Linked DNA regions of Sus scrofa: all the other regions are linked to region 4. A link is a contact called in public Hi-C data. All regions are on one chromosome and are shown on one strand. Each heading gives the region's core, a stretch centred on a gene start, on an enhancer-like site or on the middle of the called end of the contact. The rest is flanking DNA. Distances are from core to core; before and after follow the strand shown. Region 1 holds the start of DCPS (decapping enzyme, scavenger). Region 2 holds the start of FAM118B (protein FAM118B). Region 3 holds the start of FOXRED1 (FAD dependent oxidoreductase domain containing 1). Region 4 holds the start of HYLS1 (hydrolethalus syndrome protein 1).

What was found. A called contact is a pair of places that touch in the nucleus more often than the background predicts.
Region 1: a Hi-C map of liver shows a contact between it and region 4, with 5 times the contacts expected there. The contact joins the promoter of DCPS here to the promoter of HYLS1 in region 4. A contact is called at or near these places in 2 of 47 Hi-C or Micro-C datasets (heart right ventricle and liver).
Region 2: a Hi-C map of skeletal muscle shows a contact between it and region 4, with 3 times the contacts expected there. The contact joins the promoter of FAM118B here to the promoter of HYLS1 in region 4. A contact is called at or near these places in 2 of 47 Hi-C or Micro-C datasets (heart right ventricle and skeletal muscle).
Region 3: a Hi-C map of liver shows a contact between it and region 4, with 4 times the contacts expected there. The contact joins the promoter of FOXRED1 here to the promoter of HYLS1 in region 4. A contact is called at or near these places in 2 of 5 promoter capture datasets (fetal liver and liver) and 4 of 47 Hi-C or Micro-C datasets (heart right ventricle, liver and skeletal muscle).

The regions. Positions count from the first base shown.
Region 1 is chr9:53,399,106-53,402,735 of Sscrofa11.1, reverse strand. It overlaps DCPS (decapping enzyme, scavenger), which reads right to left and starts at 1,949. Exons shown (of 6, transcript NM_213790.1): 1 at 1,749-1,949. The coding sequence starts at 1,949.
Region 2 is chr9:53,307,289-53,310,869 of Sscrofa11.1, reverse strand. FAM118B (protein FAM118B) reads right to left here and starts at 1,672. Exons shown (of 8, transcript XM_005667489.3): 1 at 1,552-1,672. It overlaps RPUSD4 (RNA pseudouridylate synthase domain containing 4), which reads left to right and starts at 1,678. Exons shown (of 7, transcript NM_001244957.1): 1 at 1,678-1,933; 2 at 2,290-2,455. The coding sequence starts at 1,748.
Region 3 is chr9:53,363,776-53,366,917 of Sscrofa11.1, reverse strand. It overlaps FOXRED1 (FAD dependent oxidoreductase domain containing 1), which reads right to left and starts at 1,623. Exons shown (of 12, transcript NM_001244921.1): 1 at 1,517-1,623. The coding sequence starts at 1,601. It overlaps SRPRA (signal recognition particle receptor subunit alpha), which reads left to right and starts at 1,833. Exons shown (of 14, transcript XM_003130057.5): 1 at 1,833-2,109; 2 at 2,719-2,802; 3 at 3,095-3,142. The coding sequence starts at 1,993.
Region 4 is chr9:53,006,690-53,010,332 of Sscrofa11.1, reverse strand. HYLS1 (hydrolethalus syndrome protein 1) reads right to left here and starts at 1,389. Exons shown (of 3, transcript XM_013979548.2): 1 at 1,281-1,389. It overlaps LOC100736666 (a long non-coding RNA gene), which reads left to right and starts at 1,537. Exons shown (of 7, transcript XR_002335726.1): 1 at 1,537-1,827.

The sequences.
Region 1 (3,630 bases), core at 700-3,199, 390 kb before region 4:
CATAGTTGAAACCTGGACAGCAAAAGTAAAAGCTCTCAGGGCCTTAGCAATCTCAATACTTTGGATTTCCTTCTCTGCAGTCTTCCCTCTAAGAAAGCCTAGCCAAAGGCACCCATGTTTCTTTTCCTGGAGAAGGCATCTCATCAACCCAGATCCTTGCCACAGCTCTTTAAGAGATGCAAGACTTCTCAACTGTCTTCTCTTTTGGGCTCACAAGGCCTCTGTCAAATTCTCCTCATTTTGGAGTTCCTGTCGTGGCTCAGCGGTAACGAACCTGACTAGTACCCATGAAGACATGGGTTCAATCCCTGGCTTCACTCAGTGGGTTAAGGATTCGGCATTGCCATGAGCTAAGGTGTACGTCACAGCCTTGGCTCCAATCTGGCGTTGCTGTGGCTGTGGCGTAAGCCAGCAGCTACAGCTCTGACTGGACTCCTAGCCTGGGAACTTCTATGTGCCTCGGGTGCAGCCCTAAAAAAAGAAAAAAAAAAAAAAAGACACCCCCCCAAAAAAATTCTCCCCATTTTACAGCTGAAGAAAATGAGGTCTAGAGAAGTTTAAGTGACTTGCCCAAATGGTGAAATAGAAATTAGACTTTAAGTATCCCAACTAGCTTCGAGCTCAAAGGTTCCCATGGCTAAAATCTTCAGCAGGTGCTGCAGACTGAAGGTAAGTTGGGCTGAGACAGACAGAACCTTGTAAAACACAAGAGACACAGAAAGAGGCATGGAAGCCTGGCCCAGGGTCTCCCTGCCCCCATCCTCCCAAAAGTGAGAGCGCCTGCCAGGACTTCTGGGGAACCCTTGGACTGCCTCTTTACTAGCTCTTGGGTCAGTATCCAGTCTCTCCTCAGTCCCTGCTGGAGAGCTGAGCACGTGATATTAGAGCTAGCTGTGCCTGTCTGCTTAAGGATGCTCTGCACTCCTGAAGATCAAGGATGGGAACTTTCAGCTCTATGTTGCACCCAGTTCAGTGCTGGCCCGTCTGTGCATGAAACGTGGAATTGAATCAAGAATGGGAACTTTCAGCTCTATGTTGCACCCAGTTCAGTGCTGGCCTGTCTGTGCATGATATGTGGAATTGAATCACCAATTCAACAAACTGTTTCCCCGCTCCCAGGAGCGGGAGTCCTGTATATAGCAGAGATCATACTTCCTACAGTGCCTATGTTATTGCCTGGGGCCTGGATGACCAAGACTGCCCAGAAACATACTGGATTCCTAGCACCTTACAGGGTTTTTGTGTGTTTTGTTGGGGCCCGTTTGTTTGTTTGTTTGCCCTCACCCAAGGCACGTGGAGTTCTGGGCCAGGGATGGAACCTGCGCCACAACAGCGATCCAAGCCCCATCAGTGAAACCTCCAGATCCTTAACCAGCTGTGCCACAAGAGAACTAGCACGTTACAGGTTTAATAAATGAATGGTGAAAGCTTGGGGAATTTAACATGCGACTTTTTAATCGACAATAAATACACTCCGCAAGTGTTAGGTTCTTATTTTAGTACAAGAGGAGGAATTAGGGAAATTAGCCCCACGCGTGTTAATTCCCTTAATTTCACAAGTATCCTTGTTTCCTCCACGAACCAAACCCCTGCCCAGGCATTTTGGCGCACTTGGCCTCCTTCCCACCCGGGGCAATGCGATTAGTATTTTCCAAAGAATCTCAAAAAAAAAAAAAAAAAATCCGCCTCCGAGGCGACGATTGGGTCACTCCTTCCCGCATCCCCACCCCAACGCTGCTTAATGGTACCTTTCCGTGCAGGAAAATGATTTTGTCCCGCGCAGACTCCCTTAGCACTTTTTTCACTCTAAAGCCGGAGAAAGGTAAGCGGACAGGAGCAGAGGTACCATTCCCAACCCTTGCTTCCTTCTCCTCTGTGCTGGGTGCCTCCGCCTCCTCCGGGTCTCGTTCGCGCTTTCTCTTGCTGGGTTGAGGAGCGGTGTCCGCCATATTGCCGGGGGAGAGTGTGCGCCTGCGCCAACCCGGCCGCGGCCCCGCCCCTCTGCCGCCTCACCCCACCTCCGCGGAGGGCGGTGACTACAACTCCCGACGTGCTCCGCGCCGGAGTCAGCCGATCTCCTGGCTGTAGGAAACCTAGGGCCGCTGTTTTTTGGGACTCGTCTAGAGTGAGCATCTTAATTCGAGTTTCCCGCCTTTGGTCTCCTCGTGCTAGCCAACCCGGGCGGAGGCTGGTCCTGAGGGAAAAGAGAAGGTGACAGCAAGGCTAGAGAGGCTGCAGGGGAGAGGGTAGCCCAGCCACCCCACCCCACCCCTACTCCCCCGAGTCCGAGCTGCAAGACGCCCTTTGGACTCTGCGCTGACACTTGGGTTGAATACAGCTTTTTAATCAGAGTTATGCCAACATTGATTAGAGTGGAAGGGATGTTTCTGAAGCAAATCTGTTGAGCCAATCTCTTTCTTAGTCAATTGATTGAACATAGAGAACGCTTAAAACCCTATCCATTTTTCACCCGTTTCCATTTTACAAAAGTCCTCTTTGTGTTGTCCTTTTCTTTGTAAATCCCAGTATTTTTTGCTGAGAAGAATGGTAAGTGAACAGGGCCAGAAGTACATTTCCATTGCCTGCCTCTTTGCTTCTGCTTCCTGTCCATTAGATGATCAGGTACCCTGCCACCTTCTCGTTCACCTTGCCTTTAAAAACACTTCCCTGAAAGCCATCAAGAAGTTCAGGTCTTTTAAGGATGAGCTGCCAGGTTTTCCTTGCTTGGTCTCACTCATTGCCTGCCTCTTTGCTTCTGCCCCACTGTATCCATGTTACAGAACCAAAGTTGGGTCTCCTTGGGCAACTTACTGCAATCTATCCACACTGGGTTGTGATGAGGGAAAGTACAGCGTTTATTGCAGTCTTTGGGGTTTCTTTGCGTTTTAGGGTCGCACCCGCTGCATGTGGAGGCTAGGGGTCCAATCGGAACTATAGCACAGCCACAGCAATGCAGGATCCGAGCTGCGTCTGTGACCTACACCACAGCTCATGGCAACGCTGGATTCTCAACACACTGAGCGAGGCCAGGGATGGAACCCACAACCTCGTAGTTCCTAGTCGGATTCGTTTCCGCTTTTCCACAACGGAAACTCCCAATTGCAAGGTTCTTAAAGTGAGACCAAGCAAGGAAAACTGGCAGCTCATGCTCAAAAGACCTGAACTTCTTGATGGCTTTCAGGGAGGTGTTTTTAAAGGCAAGGTGAAGGAAAAGGTGGCAGGGTACCTGATCATCTAATGGACATTCTTCTGGTTGATAGATGGTATTTCTGGGGTCAGTATCAACCTCTGATTCCAACCAGTCTGGGGTCTACAAGGTTGTGATCAGTATGTAGTTTGCAGTTAACTTCTACCTAGTGGGGATTTCATTATCTGCGAAATAATTCAAGGATATGGCTCAGGGTTTTATTTTATTTATTAAAAAAAAAAATTTTTGGGGGGGCTGCACCCACGGCATATAGAGGTTCCCAGGCTAGTAGTCCAGTCAGAGCTACAGCTGCTGGCCTATGCCACAGCCACAGCAACACCAGGTCAGAGCCGCATCTGGAACCTACGTTGCAGCTTGTGGCAATGGCAGATCTTCGACTGAATAAGGCCAGGGATCAAACACACATCATCATGGAGACTATG
Region 2 (3,581 bases), core at 423-2,922, 300 kb before region 4:
GAGAGGAACGTTTCCCAATTCCCTTTGGAATTCCTCACATTTATACCCTAATCACATCTCTTACTACAGAAACATACACAGGTCTTCTCCCCCATCCCCTTTGTAAACACATGTAGTCCTACCTCCATTCTTCGGGTCAAAAATGGACAAAAATTAGACAATTCAAAATGTTCAGATACAACTAATGCATGCCTACGATGCACTTTAGCCAGCTAAGGAAGATTTGTGAGTTTACTCTGTACCAGATGTGGGGATGAAAAAATGAGTAAGTCCTTAAGGGACTCACAGTTCAACTGCAGCTGCCAATGGTACATCTTGATCTATTCAACTCAAATTCAATCTCAAAGAATAGTACAGTGTAGGGAAAAAGACCACTGAAGGAAGCAAAGCCTTACTACCGACAGCCTAGACTGCAGCATCCTAGCTGATTGCCCTGCTATCAAATTCCTCACATTTTCAATCTGAAAATTCCTCTTTCAAGGAGTCTCTCTCCTACTCCAGAAGCTTCAAAGACTCCTCCCTACTTAATCACTTCTAGTTCAAATTCTTCCTCAAGTTGGCTGGCTCCACTTATCTGTCCAACTTTGTTTCATGCTCAATATGGCTCCCTTCAGCCAAACCCTATTATAGGAGTAGGAGGTAAAACTAATTCCATGACCTCCTCTAACTTCTCAGGCAGCCTTCTTTCTAAGGAGTCAAAAACTGTTTCCTCTATCGTCAGCACAGATCCATTAATTTTTTGACATCCCTTCTGCGCTCGGCGTCAGCTTTCTTCTTAACAAATGGCAGGTATGTCCCAAGGTGTTTTTAACATTACCATCCCAACCAGATGGTTCCTTTTCCCTGCCACCCCTTAATGAAGTCAGACGGTCTTGACTTAGTGAAGTCGCTAGCAGTTTGGGCATGGGACTCCAAACACTGCACCTTGTAAGAGGAGAGAGGGTCTGGAGCGGTTGCAAACCACGGAGGGGAAAAATGAAGGAAGCAGAAAAGAGAAGAGAAGGTTCGTGCTCTGTACTTTGTCTTCCCTTGGGAAGGAGTAGGAAGAGGGTGGGGGTGAGAAGACGCAATCCAAGAAATGAATTCTTCAAGAAGGCAGGAGAAATTCAGGGTGCTCCCTAGGAAGGAAACATGGGACCTGGATAACGGAAGGGCTCCCCATCACCCTTGGAGAGGACTAGTTACAACGCGAAACAAAGAGGTTGGGAGTCAGGAGGTGAGGGGTGGAAAGGCTTCAGATCCCGCGTCTCCGAAGGTCGAGCGGAAAGCAACGGGGACCCGACGTCCGGGGACTGGCCGAACAGCTGGGACCTGGTTGCCAGGAGGGTCAAGGTGGGCGCCCAAGACTGCTCTGGAGCGAGCGTTTATGGGGCATCGTTTCTGCAGGGCGCGGGGGCGGGGAGGTGGTTTTCAGTGGGCTCGTCTCCCAAAGGGAGAAACGGTTTCCCAACACAGGCACCTCCGAGAAGGTAAGCTCTTGGGACGTAGAAACGTCAAGGCGTTAAAGTACCGGTAGTTACAAACCCCAGCTCGGCTTCCCCACACACTCACCGCGTCTCCTCCAAACGCCACCGCTCCAGCTGCAGCTACCGGCCGGCGCAGCCGCACTTAGCGCGTACCGCCCCCACGTGACTCGGCCAGAATCCCGCCCCCGCCCGCCCCACGTGACCTTAAGACACACCCACTCCCGCCTCGCTCTGGTCCCTCTTCTGCCCTGGGTTTTAGCTGGCCCTCCCTTCTCGGCAAGATGGCGGTGCCCAGTTGCTGTGTGCCAGGTTTCTGGGTCCGGAGTTCCGGACAGTGTCTGGGGAGTCTCTTCACTTTCGTCTCAAAGCGACTTTGCTCCGCTGCTGCCGCCTCTAGGCCCATGGATGCCCAGCAACTGGCAGAGAGGCTCCGAGCCCAGAAAGAGAAACAAAAGGCGAAGGGGCCGGTGAGTCCAGAAGGATCACGACTCCCAAGAGGCAGTGCGCTCACTGGTTTCCCAGGCCGGGAGGGAGGTCTTCGGACAGGTCTCACGTAAAAGTCGAGGACAGTGGTGGACGAATGGGAAGAAAGCGAAGGGGAGAAGGCAGTAGTGTACTGTAGCTTCTTGTGCATTGGATCATTGGTTCCTGCGGACTTCGGCCCGAAGCTCTTCATGGGTACAAGGAAGACACCCCTGCTTTCAGATTACTCGGGGAAAGCACGAGACTAAGGCACAAGTATAGGCATTCCCTTCCCAAATTCTTATACTTATTGAAGGTCCTTCCCACCAGGCGTTTCCCGTCGCTCCTTCTCTCCCTGTAGGTGCCCACGAACCCTGTTCAGCGGAGAGTACGAGAACTAGTGCGGTTCACAGAGCAGCTGCAGCGAGTCCACCCCAATGTGCTTGCTAAGGCGCTGAGCCGAGGAATTGTCCACCAGGACAAGGACCTGCTGGTCATCAATAAGCCTTATGGTCTCCCTGTGCATGGTAAGGAGCACGTGGGAAAGGAAGGGGGGGCCCTGCTGCTGATTTCTGCTCTAAGTAGGGGCAACTCTACTGATTTTACTTCCGGGGCTCTCTGAAGTCTCTCTTTCAAAATAATCAAATTTTTGCGGGGTACTGTCTATGTAAGGCACTACCCAGGACACAGAGATAAATAAGACAGTCCCCACCTTCCAGACTTCTGGCAATTAGCAGTGATTTATAGAATTTGCTGTCTGCAGACCTCCAGTGGGGATTGCTATAGAAAAAGTACAAAGGCTGTGTGGTTCTTGCCTTCAAGTTAGTTTCCATCAAAACTGGGAAAGAGGACATAATTTGTGTGTTGATGTATACCTAACAAAACCCCAGGGTGTCTAGAACTTAATGGACACGTAATGATTTTGAATAAAGGTTCTGTGTAGTTGTTAGAGACAGCTGGAGTGAGTCAGGAAAGACTGATATAGAAAAATGCCAAAAACATGTTTTCCCCTAGCAAAATCCTTTTCACAAGTGCAATTTTTTTTTTTTAAATCCATCTTTCCTGACTCACTCCAGGCTAGAAGAACAAATGCTCAGGGGGCGGTATGGAGAAGGTTGTACATGAAGATAAGGAATTAAATCAAATATTGCCAAGTACTTTGTGTGTTTTTTTTTTCCCCCCTCTCTTGACCCTCAGAATAGCTTCTTGCCTTTCCATTTCCCATGAGATAGCTGTTTTTTATTCTAATTTTTTTTAGCCACATATGCAGTATGTAGAAGTTCCTGGGTCAGGAATCAAACCCATACCTCAGTGGTAACTAGAACCACACAGCAGTGACAACGCATGCCTCCCTGCCAGGCACCAGGGAACTCTGTGAAATAATTAGATACTTATATTTTATAGATGAGAAAATTCAAAGTTGGAAAGATTAAGTAATCTGTCCAAGGTCAATGGCTAGTTAGGAGGGAACACAGAATGAACCCAAGAATATCTCCCCTCAAAGCCCATTCTCTTAGCTCTTCTGTAATGCCTCAGAAAGGCCTCATGGTCTTGCATTTCTCACTAGAGTTTACTTGGCAAATTTCAAGCCTTTATTTGTGTAGTGAAATATCAGACCTCCTCATTTTTGGTTGCTAATTTTCTTCTGAGTAC
Region 3 (3,142 bases), core at 374-2,873, 360 kb before region 4:
CTGTCATCAAGTCCTGATGACTTTGCCTCCTAAATACCTCCCCAACCTCTCCCTTTTTCTTCATCTGTACCACCACCGCCCTAGAACAAACCATGATACTGTTTCTCTCAGCTGTTTCCACTCATTTCCCTCTTGCATAGCTAGAATGATCTTTTTCTAAACACTATTTTAATCACATGCCCTCTTGCTTAAACCCTCCAGTGGTTTTCCGTTACTCTAAGGATTAAAGTCCAAAACTTTCCACGTGGCCCTTGAAGACACTGTACAATCTGGCTCCTATTCTCCTAGTCTTCTCTGCACACTCCAGCCCCAGCTCCTCATTCTTATCACAGGGGTCCACACAGGTGACCTCTCTGCTTTGAAACTCTGTGCCCACTTCTTTGCCCAGTTAATCCCTTGCTTCCTTTAGATCTCAGCCCAGTTATTATTTTCTCAGAGATGCCCCCTTGACTATGCCAAGTTCTCCTGTCACACTATCTCATAGCTCCGTGAATGGCTCTTTTGCAGCATGCAACACACCTGCAACCTTGCATTTCTCTGGGATTGCTTCATACTGTATTCTACCTTCTTCACCGAAATAGCCAGCCCAGCACAGTACCTGGTACCTCCTAAGTGCTTAATAAATGTTTTGAATACATGAATCCTTTTGACTTTCACACCTAACTCACAAATCTCTGAGTCTTGTCTCCAGTTCAAGTTCAAACTCTTCTCAGCAGCATGTGACTCTTTCTTTGATCTGGATTTATTTTACCTCTCCAGACTATATTTCATACTACTACTCAAACTCTATCTGGATGGCCTTTGCTAATTCCTTGCGTAAGAACAGTATTTTTCTCCTAACCTTTGTTCAGTTCTCCAGCACCTGGACATCATACCTTCCTTGAATCAGTAAACATCATCTTTCAAGGCTGACCTCGGTTCGCATCTGTTCCATGTATACTAGCTACTCCCCTGGCAGTGCAGGGCATAACTCTTAAGCTGGGTTGAACTGGTCTATTGAAGCCTTGAACTGGTCTATTGAAGCCTTTCCTTTCCAGCTACACTTCAGGCACCTCCAGAACATATATCGAATCCTCCTTCTCTTCTTTCCTCTTGAACTTTCCAGCCTTGAACTGGTCTATTGAAGCCTTTCCTTTCCAGCTACACTTCAGGCACCTCCAGAACATATATCGAATCCTCCTTCTCTTCTTTCCTCTTTCATGACTACAACACTAAGAACAGCATCCTGCATGCGAGCAGGACTTAATGCACTTCTATCAAACCAATGAATCACCCTGGCTGTTATTCTGGCGGTAAGCTCAGGCATAGAACGAACTGGGATTTGTCACCTGAGAAGGGCAACCTCTGGATCCATACACCTGTCCAGACTGTACAAGCTCTGGCAGGTAAGATATCCCTTCTTCCAGCGACCCACTGTCTTCTGAGCGTGGCCAGGGATCCCAAGTCCTGAAGGTCACATGGCTGGACATTGGGGGCATCCCAGAACCATGATACCCTCCGCTGCCCTCAACTTTACCCAGAGTAGAGCCTCCTCTGCGTGTGCCTAGCTCCCGGCCCAAGAGGCCCCGGCGCAAGCCGAGCCACAGCGCCCTCCGAAGCATGGCCCTCCAGCGTCCGGCCGCTGTGGGAGGGTACCCTACACTGGTAAGCCAGCCGTCACTGCTCTGCGCCACGGGCCATTCATCCGAGCGTGCCCATTGGCCAGCGGCTCCCCGCCCCTCCGCCTGATAGGCTGTCGACCCCTTCCGTGCGTCCCCGAGAGCCCCGCCTAGGCCCGCCCCTACCCGCCATTGGCAAGCCTGGCGTCTACGTAGATCCCGCGCGCCAGCTGGAGGAGTGGGGGAGGAATCCCGGGGCCGCTGAGCGGAAGTGCGGATGAGCCGGTTTCCGGGGCCGCTGGTGTGACGTGTCCTGAGCTTGGCGCAGCAGGAAGCGGCGGTGATCGCGGCCTGAGTTCCCGGCGGCGGCCCCGGCTCCTTTCCCGCTGCCGCCATGCTCGACTTCTTTACCATTTTCTCCAAAGGCGGGCTCGTGCTCTGGTGCTTCCAGGGCGTGAGCGACTCATGCACCGGGCCGGTTAACGCGTTGATTCGTTCCGTGCTGCTGCAGGTACCGCCCCCGCAGGATCAGAACTCTGGGCTCGTCTCTCTGACCCGGTCCATAGTCCCCCTCGACTGATCCCGTGCCTTCCTCCCACTCCCTCGGCCCACCTCAGACTGGCCACTCACTCGTAACCGGGACTCCACTTTTTTCTCCCTTCCTATCACACCATCCCGCAACTTTGCGACGTCCCCTCCCCCTCCGCTTCCTGGGACTCTGGCTGGATTCCGTAGTCTGTTGAGACTTGCCATCGTTTCCTCCGTTTGCCCCGAGCAGCTTGATTTTCTCTTGTTTCGATGGCTGAGTGGGATACTGAATAGAAAACGGTCTTTTAGGAACTAATACTATACAGCTGCGATTGTTTATATGGGGACTATTTCCCTTTCAGCCCGCACGTGTCCTTCCACGTCCCACCTCTTTCCCTCTGCCCTCCAGCTTGGTGTCTCCTTTTCTCCCTAGTGAAATGGTGGAGAGAAGTGCCCCCGCATCTTGTTGCCCTGGGGACAGGTTTGACTTTGGGGGAATGTCTAGCTCTTTCCTAAAGGTAATCCTAGAGGGGCCCAAGTCTGGGTTTGGTGGGGATAGTCTGAGCTTTGAGACATAACTCTTTTTTTCCAGGAAAGGGGAGGTAACAACTCCTTCACCCATGAGGCACTCACACTCAAGTATAAACTGGACAACCAGTTTGAGCTGGTGTTTGTGGTAAGTGGGGGTATTTTAGAGGGGCAATGTTACATTCGCAGTGTAGTTCTGATATTAAGAAAACCTTGATTAATTGCACCCAGTGTATATGATGAAGTAAGTGAGAAGACAGGGAGGGTGGAGGGGGAAAGGGAAGAAGCTCTTGGGCCCCATCAGAGAGCTTGGCTGCTCCTCAGGTCAGGGAAATCTGCCAGGTGGCTGAGCCAGTCTCTGGAGGCCTGGGTTGAGTTGGCTTCCCTCTTCTGGCTGGCATGTAAGCAGATCTGTTGGCTCTGTTTCTTTCCCTAAACAGGTTGGTTTTCAGAAGATCCTAACACTGACCTATGTAGACAAGTTGATA
Region 4 (3,643 bases), core at 140-2,639:
TGGATGCTCCATTCAATGGGTGGTTCATTGAATAAAGACATTATCTTCTACTTCACATTTATCTGCTACCACACTAATGTGTCTAGAGAGAGAAGAATCTGAATCTAGTCTCCAGCCTTGCTGCCTTATTAAAGCTTTTTTGTTGTTTGTTTTTAAAGAATAGTGTTTAGCTGACTGCTTCGTGATTTCTCCAAATTGGAAAAAAAAAAGACTACTGTCTAATGCCAGTTACACACACATAAAGCCAGAACATTTGGGAAAACAAATGTCCATTATTAGGGCATAGGTTAAACAATACATGGTATAGTACAATCATAGCAAGAAACAGCATGCACGCCCATTAATAATGATAATGCATATCTACATTTCACATGGACACTTCTAAAACAGGGACTAAATAAGGCCTAATCTGCTTTGTAAGTGAATATGCTTTGCTATATTCAAAACACACAATTATATTAAAACGAATGCATTTTATAATCATCTAAACATATATTCATAATGACATCTGAAGTAAATCCAAATATGAACAATGGATTTGATCCGTAGCTGATCTAATCTAGAGTATTTCCTTTCTTTTCTATGTGTACTTAATAGCGCTTGGATTTATTTCTAAAAACAATGAGACTGTATAATTTTTATAACCAGAAAAAAAAAGGGGTTTCCGTTCTGGGAGGACCATAGGGTTCTTCAATTTTACACGCTATCCTAACTCAGGGAAAGAGCTGCCTGCACTGTGACATCCAGAAGAAGTTCACAAAAGGTGTGACTAACTGGAGGGTAAGTAGACTTCTCACAACCACAACTAAGAGTCTGCTCCAGCTGACACGGGGCGTGGTGACCCTCTCCGACGCTCCGGGCCTCCGGGAAAGCTGGTTCCTTTTGCGGGCACCCGTCCCCGCCTCCCCCAGGCCCCTCGACCAGGTCCACCTCGCAGAGCACGACTATGGGGATCCTCGCTGTTGCAGCAGCTGGGCGGGCAGCTCATCGTGACCTCGAGGGGTTGGGCGCGCCAAGAGCGCCGACGACGCCGCTCACTCGTCCTTAGGAGGCCGAACACCTGGGCTCGTCCGGATGGTCAAGGCTCGGCCCAATACGCCGGTGGGAAGAGCAACCAGGGAAGGAACACTCCAACCCCAGGTTACTCAGAACTCGATCTCTCCACAGCTGCGAGAGGTGGGCAACCATCGGAGGCCCGTGCATCACTCCTCCCCGCCTTGGCGCGCTTACCGGTCCCACCAGGGTCAGCCAGCCGCAGAGACTCCTGCCACCAAACTTACCGCAGACCCGCAGATTTCGGTTAGCGTCCCACAGCTCGCGCAGGCGCACAGTCAGCAAATGCGCCCGGGCTGCCGTTAACCGCCTGGCCTCCAAGGTTTAAACCTAAGAGCGAATGGCCCTCCTCGGCCCCTCCCTCCTCCTTCCTATTGGCCCAGAGGGCGAACGGCTCCCAATACTGGATCCTGATTGGTCTATATTTTCTCTTAGCCCTCCTCTACAGGCGGGAGGAAGCCCGGGACTCCGGCGGTGGATTCGAAACGCCAACACCCTGCGGTCTTCTAGGTCGTAACCCGGAACTGTTTGGGCGGCGCCTTCAGGCGTCTCGGAAGGAAAGAAGAGGACTCTCAAGCCTCGGTAAATGGCGAGGTAGCTGGGTTTGGGGAGAGGCGTTTAAACGTTCCGTCCACCTCAAGGGAATCAGTCTTCCAGCTCTCTTGCTTCTGGAGGCCGCCGGTTCCGAGGCGTCGGGAGAAGGGTGCTCTCAGAGCCTGCGGGCTGGTGCTTCCCTCCTGACAGTCCCCGAGGTTGGATAAGTACAGGTTCGAGGTAAAGACTGAGACTTGCATCCGCTCCTTGAGTCCTTTCCGTGGCTTTTAAGGCTCTCTGATTTGAGCCATTGCTGTCTCTCCAGCCCTTGCCAACGGAGCTCTCAAACTGCTCTGGCCACTCTGACTCCCTTGCCAGAAGGAGTCCTCGCTTGTGGTTTTCTTCAGGAATGCTCCCAACTAATCCCTTCACAGAATCTTACCTTTAAACATTGTTTTTATTGTATGTTTGTTTACATATCTGAGAGAAAAGGTCTAGGCTTTGAAAATTACAGAGGTTGAGATTTTAAAAAGTAAAAGAGGAGTTCCGTCGTGGCCCAGTCGTTCCCGTAGGAACCATGAGGTTGCGGGTTCGATCCCTGGCTTTGCTCAGTGGGTTAAGGATCCGGCGTTGCAGCGAGCTGTGGTGTAGGTCGCAGACACGGCTCTGATCTTGCATTGCTGTGGCTGTGGTGTAGGCCGGCAGCTACAGCTCCGATTAGACCCCTAGCCTGGGAACCTCCATATGCCGCAGGTGCTGCCCTAAAAAAAAAGGACAACACACACGCGCACACACACACAAAAAGTAGAGGTCTTCACAACTCAATGTCCTAGTCACTGCCCTGCAACCTAAGCAACTTGTCTTTCAAGTCCTGAGCTTTCTGTACCCCACCTCACAGATAGGAAGGTGCTGGTGGACACATTTAGTTTACACTGTTTTGCTAAATTCCCGAGTCTATGAAAGGGAGAAAGTAATGTTAAACCTTTTCCTGAAACGTCATTTTAGCTCTTACTCTTAACCCCTTTGTGTCAGGTCCTACCTTGAAGGCACTTTGGATTTGTGGGTAGAAAGAAAAATAAAGGAGAAGTTGACAGAAGATTTGAAGACCCTCCCCTTAGATCTCCAAAGTCTTAACACCACTTAGTGCACACATCCTTTTCTCATGAACAGATATCCCATGTTTAGGTTTGGTCATCTCTTCCTTCATGTCTCTTTCATTGGCATTGAACCTCCGATTTTTCTTAGAAACAAAGAGTAGACAGTCATTTTTCTTACCTGTTGGTTTGATCATTCAACAAACTCCTTACAGCCCCATCCCCCTAAGTTCCTCTTATCCTTTATGTTCAAATTTTATCTTGGAAACCTGTTAATTGATAACAACTTGGAGGATCTATCTCTTGTCATATTTCAAGTGGTATCTTGCGTTCCACTCAATCCTTGTTTTTTTGGTGGATCACTTCATCCTCCAACTTTGTCTCAATCTGATTAATAATCCTCATGTTTCCTTGAAATCCACTGAACCCAGGTTAAAAAACTTAACCAGCGCCTTCTAAACTGCAGTATATGGAAGGAAATCCTATTCTTGCAAACCGAATTGCATCTTTAAAAAAAATGTATGGGAGTTCCCGTCGTGGCGCAGTGGTTAACGAATCCGACTAGGAACCATGAGGTTGCGCGTTCGGTCCCTGCCCTTGCTCAGTGGGTTAAGGATCCGGCGTTGCCGTGAGCTGTGGTGTAGGTTGCAGGCGCGGCTCGGATCCCGCGTTGCTGTGGCTCTAGCGTAGACCGGTGGCTACAGCTCGGATTCAACCCCTAGCCTGGGAACCTCCATATGCCGCGGGAGCGGCCCAAGAAATAGCAACAACAATAACAACAACAACAAAAGACAAAAGACAAAAAAAAAAAAAAAAAAAAAAAAAAGGTATGAAGGAAACGTTCAAACATATGAAAAAATGTACATAATGAAGCCCCAAGAACTCAGTGCCTAGCTCCAACAATTATTAACTTTTGGCCAATCTTGTTGGTTCTATATCATTATCCACATAATTCCTGTTGT